Regions from separate parts of the Zea mays genome. Here region 2 is linked to region 1. A link is a contact called in public Hi-C data. All regions are on one chromosome and are shown on one strand. The core of a region is the stretch at or near the end of the contact, and the rest is flanking DNA. Distances in the headings are between cores, read along the strand shown.

Region 1 (3,512 bases), core at 324-2,823:
TCAAATTTATGTCGCCGGCTTGCCGTGGGAACCATGTCGACGTTCGTGACGATCCGCAATTCCATTGTACTGCTCCACGACGTTATGACGTAAATGGTACATATATTATTTGTCCATATTTGAATTCGATTTATCTAAGATGATTAAGATTCAATCCGTATTCGAGTTTGGATACTTAGTATCTGATCTGTATTCGATGTTTTTCTATATCCGAATTCTCAAAGTTAGATATTTAAAATATCAATATCCATTTAAATTTTATCCAACACAACTTAATAATATATGTATCCAATTCAAATCTGAAAAAATATAGAAACAAATATAGAACAAGAAATATTTGTATCCAATGGCTTGTTCGATTGCTACTAGATTGAAAAGGGTTGAAAGAGATTAAATCCTTCCATAATCAAACTTGAATAAAAGAGGATTTAATTGGCAGATCTTATTCTATTTGAGAGGGATTGGTGGGAATCGAAGGAGATTAAATCTATTCGTATTCAACTTTGAATAAGGAGGAATTTAATTCCCTTAATTCACTTCAACCGAATAAATCTTTAGGCCCTATTTGGCATAGCTACTGCTTATTAAAAAAAGCAATTTATCTGAGAACCGGTGAAAAATAGCTTCTGCTGATGTAGCTGCATGTTTGACACAACTTCTGCTTAAATATTTTAAGCTAAAAATAAGCGGTGGGCCTTAATCTTCTTTTATTGATCCACCAAACTGCGCGCACAAGCGCTGGAGCGGCGGAGGGATCGGTGTCGCCTGTCTAGAGATGGCAATGGGTACCCGCGACCCGATACCCGATGGGTATTTACTCCATTAGGGTATGTATGTGGGCTAAATATTCTACCCATAGGTCTATTATTGGGCAAAAATCTTCACCCAATGGGTAAACGAGTATTAGAACGTTCCGCCTTCACCCATACCCGTTAACCCGTGGGTATAAAATACCCAATATAAACTTATCCGAAGCATGAACTTGGACTTTAGTCATCCAACTTTTTTACTATTAACAACAATTTAATGACCATGTAATGGAACATGTAATGTGCTATGTAGTATTATCATAGTGTTACTACTTTATCCAATTATCTTTGGTGTGTTGAATGGATGGTTAAATGATGCTAGAAAAATTTGTAATGGTATTTATATGGATATACTTGACATTTGTATAGTATAATATTTTGATAGTTGTTTAATTTTTGTGGGTACGGGTGACCCGATGGGTGACTCATACCCACATGGTTATGGGTATGAGGGTAAATCCATATCCGCCATTGTATATGGGTGATCCGGTGGGGTTATTTTTGTATTGTGGGTATGAGTATGAGGTAGTAATACCCGGTGGGTATTTACCTATTGTCATCTATACGCCTGTCGCGTGCAGCGCACGTGCATTCATCTCCCGTCTTGGGCCTTCCTGTAGCCCATAGTACATACATGAGAGAGGCCCGTTTGCTTTTACCCCAGGGAAGGGGCCTCTGGCCCTTGATGCTTGAGCTTGTAGTTTGGGCTGAACTGCAAACAGAGGACCAGCCGAACAGCCCATAGCCGCCCGATAGTGCGATGGCGAAGCCAGCTTTGGTAGGGTCGATGCGCAGGAGCTGTCTATCTTTGCAGTGACCTGCATAGGCATGTGCATGGACCTGCCATCTAATCTAATGGATGAGTTCGGGATCCCGGACCACGGCAGATCCGAATGCCCGGCCGCTGCCCGGCAGCATTTTTTTCATGGTACCCATTGAATTGAACTACTAGCTACAGTGCTGCAAGACAGATGGCGGGCAAACCGTCAATGCCGCCGGAGATTGTTTGGTCCCTGTTTCCGACGCGTCGTCGTCCTTGCTAGCTGGCCTTGGAGCCGAGCGCAGCGCCGGCCCCGCGACCACGGACCACCCGCAGCGCGAAGACGAATCGCCGGACTGCACGCACGCACGTACGGCCGGCCGGGCGGACGCGGACCCTTGTGCGCGCGGATCTTGATGTCGGCGAGCGCGACGTGGGGGGCGGGAGGAATGTGGCTGAAAGGGGAAGCCGAACCGCCGGCTCCGGCGCCGCGCGTCCGACGTGTGCGGTGGAGGGAGGCGCAGCGCAGGGCAGGGCACTGTGCGCCTGTACGGCGCCCGGGTCAGCCTGAGCTGGACTCCAATGGACGCCCTTTGTCGCGGGACGGCGAGGTGGACGGGCGCCAACTCACTCGACAGCGTGGGGGGGACTCCTGCTGCGGGGGTTGGGTTTCGTTCCAGTGACCAGCTCTTCTAAGGGCGTGTTCGGCTGGCTACAAGCCGACACTGTTGCAGCTGTTTGGATTGCTGCAGCTGCAATCCATAGAGAGAAAAATACTGTAGAAGCCGCAGCCGCAGCCGGATTGCAGCCGCAACAAGCCGCAGCGAACAAGCTGTCACTTGTCCGTACTAGGATTTTTACTCATCCAGTCATTGTCGTCTGGTTTTGTAGTTTCATGTTCCACCACTCCATTGTTTGTGTTACAAATTATTGTATTTGTGATCAATCCAAGGGACGCGACAGATAATTCCCAAAGGACACATCCCTTGGGAACTCACCCCTTCATATGTATATAAACATAACCCCTGCTGCAATAAAGAAACAACTGTCATTCTTTCTGTCTCTCTACTGGTTTACCACTGAGTATATTTCAACACGTTATCAGCACTTTTGCTCACGAAAATAGAGAGAAAGAACAAGGATTATGGGTAGACGCTATGCCAGAATCATCACGATGAAATCCTTGTTCGATTGCAGAGCGCACAAGCAGCGCTCCTTCATGTAATCAGAGAAATCTGATTTTACAAGGTACGAACAACAATTACCAAGTTCATAATTAATTATTGAACAAATCTGCCACTCCTGCGCTCGCTGCACAACGCGAGGCAACCCAGCCTCGTTGCGCTGAGGCCGTGCAGTGCTGCGGGGTGCCGCGCGGGTGCCGCGCTAACCGAGACGGCGCCGGGCCTTGCCGTGCCATCAGCTGTGGCCATCGGGGCTGCATGCCGCTCGCAGTCGAGCCATTGTCCCGCACTAAGGCCGGCTGCCGGAGGCTGCACGCTGTGCGGGCCGTGGTGCCGTGTGCAGCCGGGGCTGCTGCGCACCTGCGCTGCCGTGGCCGCGCCGTCCATGGCGCCTGGCCGTAGTCGCCCGCGTGCCAGGCGGTGCCTGCGCCGTCGAGGTCGGCCGAGTGCCTGCCCGCACCTAGCCGTGACTGTGCATCACGTGCAGGGCGCCGCGCGCGCCAGAGCCGCACGCCACGCGCTTGGCCAGGGCCACGCCCGCGCGCACCGGGGGCACGTCCTGCACGGGGCCACATGGGCCTGCACCCACGTGCATCTGGCTGGGGCCGCATGGCTGGAGTGCGGCCGCACGCGCCTGGCTAGGCCGCGCTGTCGTACAGGGCCGCGGCGAGCCGCCGGGGAGGCCGCGCTGCTGTGGCTGGGCCACCGCGCCCCGTGCCGCTGGGAGCCGCCCCCGCGTCGCCTAGGCCGAGGCCGCCG
Region 2 (4,037 bases), core at 1,492-3,991, 48 kb after region 1:
TGGATCATTGATGTCCACGTAGCTTACATATTTTCACCATTATCGTAGCGGTGAAGCAGGCAAAGAAAACGAAAGAGAGAAAGCTGCCGTTTCTTCTCCTCCAACGCAATTTGATCCAGGAGGAAGAGGCGAGCAAAGAAGAATTTCAAAGGGGAAAAAAAACTTCTCTAGCTAGCTTGGGGTTAAATTCATGCCTAACTCAAGAGTCAAACTAAATAAATATCCTCTCCACATGATCGTCGTCGGTCTCACGCCCCTTTCTGTCGACCGGATTGTTTTGTCTCCATAATCTGACAGGCAAGCCGTGCTTGGGCACAGGGAACGGGCTGTACTCGACCTCGTCACTGGATCCAACGATTTGCCACCTGCAAATTTAAAAATAAAGCATGCAGAGACGCCAATCAGTGTCTCAGTGTAAGATCAGTAAACTGTCGTTATAGCAGTCGATCACCACAGTTTATATAGGAGGGAGAGCACAGCGGGGCTAGTGAAGACGTACATTTCGAGGACCCCACAGATTATGGTACAGGAGTATATACATGATCGATACAGGCATACATACAGACAGGAGGAGATTTGGAGCATGCACGGAGAGAGATCAGAGCCGGAGCCCCATGGAGAGCGGCAGCAGCCAGCCATGTGTCATCCTGGTCCACAAGCTATAGGACAAGCGGGAATATATGGAGAGGATCTGAGAGGAGATGGACGCACCTGTAGCCGGTGACCAGGTGGTGGATGAGGACGAGCATCTCGAGCTTGGCCAGCTCGTTCCCGGGGCACGCGTGCACGCCGTGCCCAAACGGCAGGAACGTGCTCGGACGCGGCGCCACCTGCATAATACGCAACGTCCGGTCAGTCACGTCGTCGTCGTCCCACAGCAACTAACGGCGGTGAGGCCCATGCTTCTGTACGTAACGTACCTGGAATCTAGAAGGGTCGAACTTGTGTGGATCCTGGAAGTAGTCCGGGCTGTGGTGGATGTTCCTGAAGAGCGGCATCACCTTCCACCCCTTGGGGATAAGGAACCCTACACGGCATAATCCGAGTCAGAATTAAGCAAAGCACTCTCGTTGCTCCTCTAGCTACTCTTCGTGGTGCGCGCACGTGCGTGCGTACCTTTGTACTCCACGTCGGCCACGGCCTCCCTGAACGTGAACGAGATGATGCTCGCCATCCTTAAGCTCTCCAAAATCACCTGGACGGGCGACGTACGGATGAAACCACAAGAAAAAAATAATAAAGAGCCAGTTTTGCGTTTCCCAGCACGCACGCTCGTACCCTATGCGTTAGCGCCATGCTCTTCGTGTGCGCCCACGCCAGCGGCTGCCTCCCGCCGCCGGTGGCCTCGCGGACCGCCGCCTGCTCCGCCCGGACGGCCTCGAGCAGCTTGGGGTGGTCGTGGAGGTACTTGACGATCCAGGTGAGCGCGCTGGCCGTCGTGTCCTGCGCCGCGAACAGCACGCCGATGACGTTGTCGGCGATCTGCTCGTCGCTCAGGAGCGGCGCGCCGTCGTCGCCCCGGGACCGCATCAGGCAGCCCAGCAGGCCGGTGCCCGCCGCCTGGGCCTGGCCACGACGCTCCCGCATGATGTCGCACAGCACGCCGTGCAGCCGCCGCCGCGCCTACGGTGTACGTACGGTACGGTGTCCAGCGATTTCGTCACATGCATGCGTGCGTGCCAGGGGCAGGGCAGTACGTACTGCCGTTGCCCGAGACGTACCGTACGTGTAATGCGTTGGATGGGTTGTGTAAATGCCGTGTCGCGTGTGTGCTCACCTGCATCGCCTTGTAATGGAGCGTCCCCGGCAGGCTGTTGGGGAAGGAGTTGTACCCCTTCTCCACGACGGAGTAATTCTTCCTCAGCTCCGCCTTGCGCCGCTCGTCCAGCCGGCCGCCGAAGATCGTCACGATGCCCACATCAAACGACAGCTGAAACGTAACAACAGAAGCAAACAATCGTATTAATTCTCAGCACCCGATTCATTCCAACATTATATAATTGGCCGCGCATGCATGCTTGACTATTATTATTATTCCTTACCGTCTTCATGGCGTGGAACGTGCTTCTGACGTGGCCGGCGTCCCAGGAAGCGAGAGTGGACCGCACGGCGGCCTCCACCTCAGGAACGAGCGCGCGCAGCGCGTCGGGGCCGAGCGCGCCCTGGACGAGCTTGCGGAGGCGGAGGTGGTAGTCGCCCTGGTGGAAGAAGAGAGCCGACGGCCCGATCATGCGCTCCTTGCTCCGCGGGTAGGTCGGCTTGAACAGGTGCGCCTGCGTCACCAGCACGAACCGCGCCGCCTCCGGGCTCGCCAGCATCACGCACGGGCAACCCAGAAGGTGCGTCTTGAAGATCTCGCCGTACCTGCACACAAGGCATGCATGGTCGTTCCGTTCGAATCATTAGCAGCTTGTGAACAAGGGGGCGGATCCAGAACGAAGGACGAACACGCTGCCCGCATGAGTAGTAGTAGTTGCCTACGGCGACTAACCTCTTCTGTTTGGAAGCGAAGAAGAAGCTGGGGTCCTGGGAGTAAAGCTGGAGGGTCTCGCCAAGGTAAGGCCAGCCCATGGAGCCAGGAGGCAGCTTCAAGGGAGCAGACCTCCCATGGCCGCCGAAGCGGCCTTTCCCCTTTTGCCAGCGAGTGTACTGGACGTAGGAGGCGATGGCTAGCAAGATGAGGATGCACACGAGGGCCAAGAAGAAGGCCATCCAACTCGCAGACTGGCCTGCGGAGTTTTCTTGCCCGGCTTGCGCTTGTGCGTTCTGTGTGTGACTGAGGGCTGCTTTATAGAGTGTGTTGGTGGGCTGGGGCGTCGGAGGAGGGAAGAAAAATCTTTCCTGGAGGGATCTTTCGAATGGTGGAGGTCGAGCGAGCGCCTTGCGTGGTATTTATACAAGGAGCGCTGCTGGCAAGTGGCAAATCTCATGCTTAAAGTCAAAGATCGACTTGCACGCGGGAGGATAAGTTCCAGACGGCTTTCTAATACTCGCTCCATTTCTTTCTAATAGATTGTTGATTTAGTTTTGTCCAATACGGACTATCAATTTTGTCGGAATTTGTAAAATTCACCATTATATAAGATTTACGTTTGAGTTACTCAAAAAATATTTTCGTAATATATAATTCGGACGTTGTTAAACAATACGAGTTTATAGGAATTCACGATAGAAAATTGCATAGTTGACTTAGGAAAAAGCTAGAAATACGACATTTATAAACATTAGAGGATATTTTGGAATCACCTAGACCTTCCACGTGCTCTCACATAGTCCTTATGTTTCTATTTTTTTATAAATTGTGGGTGTTCTTTTATATTGACCATAAAAATGAATGTAAAAATTATATTGGGTGGACATAAGAAGCAACCCTTGGGCTCTTCTTCATAAGAACATCTCATATGCACATAAGCCTTTCGTGTGTATGGTGCCAATATTAAATCGTGGTCGTCCATCACCCACCGTTTTTTGCTCCGTTTATTTTATAAATAACACCCCGACCATCCGCATCCTTCTCTATGCAATAAAGGAGAGGAATGGAACAATATAGTTCTAAGTTGGATGACAATAATTTAATATATATATACATCATGTATACCAAATACTCATATGCACCTGGCATGCTTCCATTCACCCTTCTCCATTCATCTTGCTTCAGACCTATGTACACCAAATACTCATATTCTTCGTTCTTCTCCTATTCCCTCTTCTTGTGCTCATGCAAATCTTTTATCTCCTTAGATCATCTCTGAAAGGTCGTGTAAATGGTCATGCAAAATATTGTTTTATACTGTAAATTGCTCTATTTATAGAGTAGAGTTTGAAATAGAAAATGGTATAGGTAGTCTACTGGCCGACGGTAGGGGAGGAGCTTGAACCCTACTAGATCTCACTATATTTTAGAATGTTTATGCGCGCATATATATATATATATATATATATATATATATATATATATATATATATATATATATATATATAAAGAAATATTATTCATTTTGACAATAAAAATAAGAGAATATAGAGTATGACTGCAA

Evidence for each region. A called contact is a pair of places that touch in the nucleus more often than the background predicts.
Region 2: a Hi-C map of ear shows a contact between it and region 1, with 3 times the contacts expected there. The contact joins the promoter of LOC100191697 here to the enhancer-like site in region 1. A contact is called at or near these places in 7 of 25 Hi-C or Micro-C datasets (ear, leaf and tassel).

What each region holds. Positions count from the first base shown.
Region 1 is chr7:131,251,483-131,254,994 of Zm-B73-REFERENCE-NAM-5.0, forward strand. No RefSeq gene overlaps it. Among protein-coding and RNA genes, the nearest start is that of LOC100191697, 48 kb to the right of the region's middle. Within about 2 kb of position 1,574, at least 20 of the 20 cell types and tissues checked have an H3K27ac peak or open chromatin away from gene starts, as enhancers often do. A contact at or near this core is called in ear, leaf and tassel, where this site is marked.
Region 2 is chr7:131,298,291-131,302,327 of Zm-B73-REFERENCE-NAM-5.0, forward strand. LOC100191697 reads right to left here and starts at 2,742. Exons shown (of 8, transcript NM_001137126.1): 1 at 2,492-2,742; 2 at 2,043-2,364; 3 at 1,778-1,930; 4 at 1,279-1,623; 5 at 1,117-1,195; 6 at 921-1,027; 7 at 712-830; 8 at 1-365. The coding sequence starts at 2,712. The coding sequence ends at 212.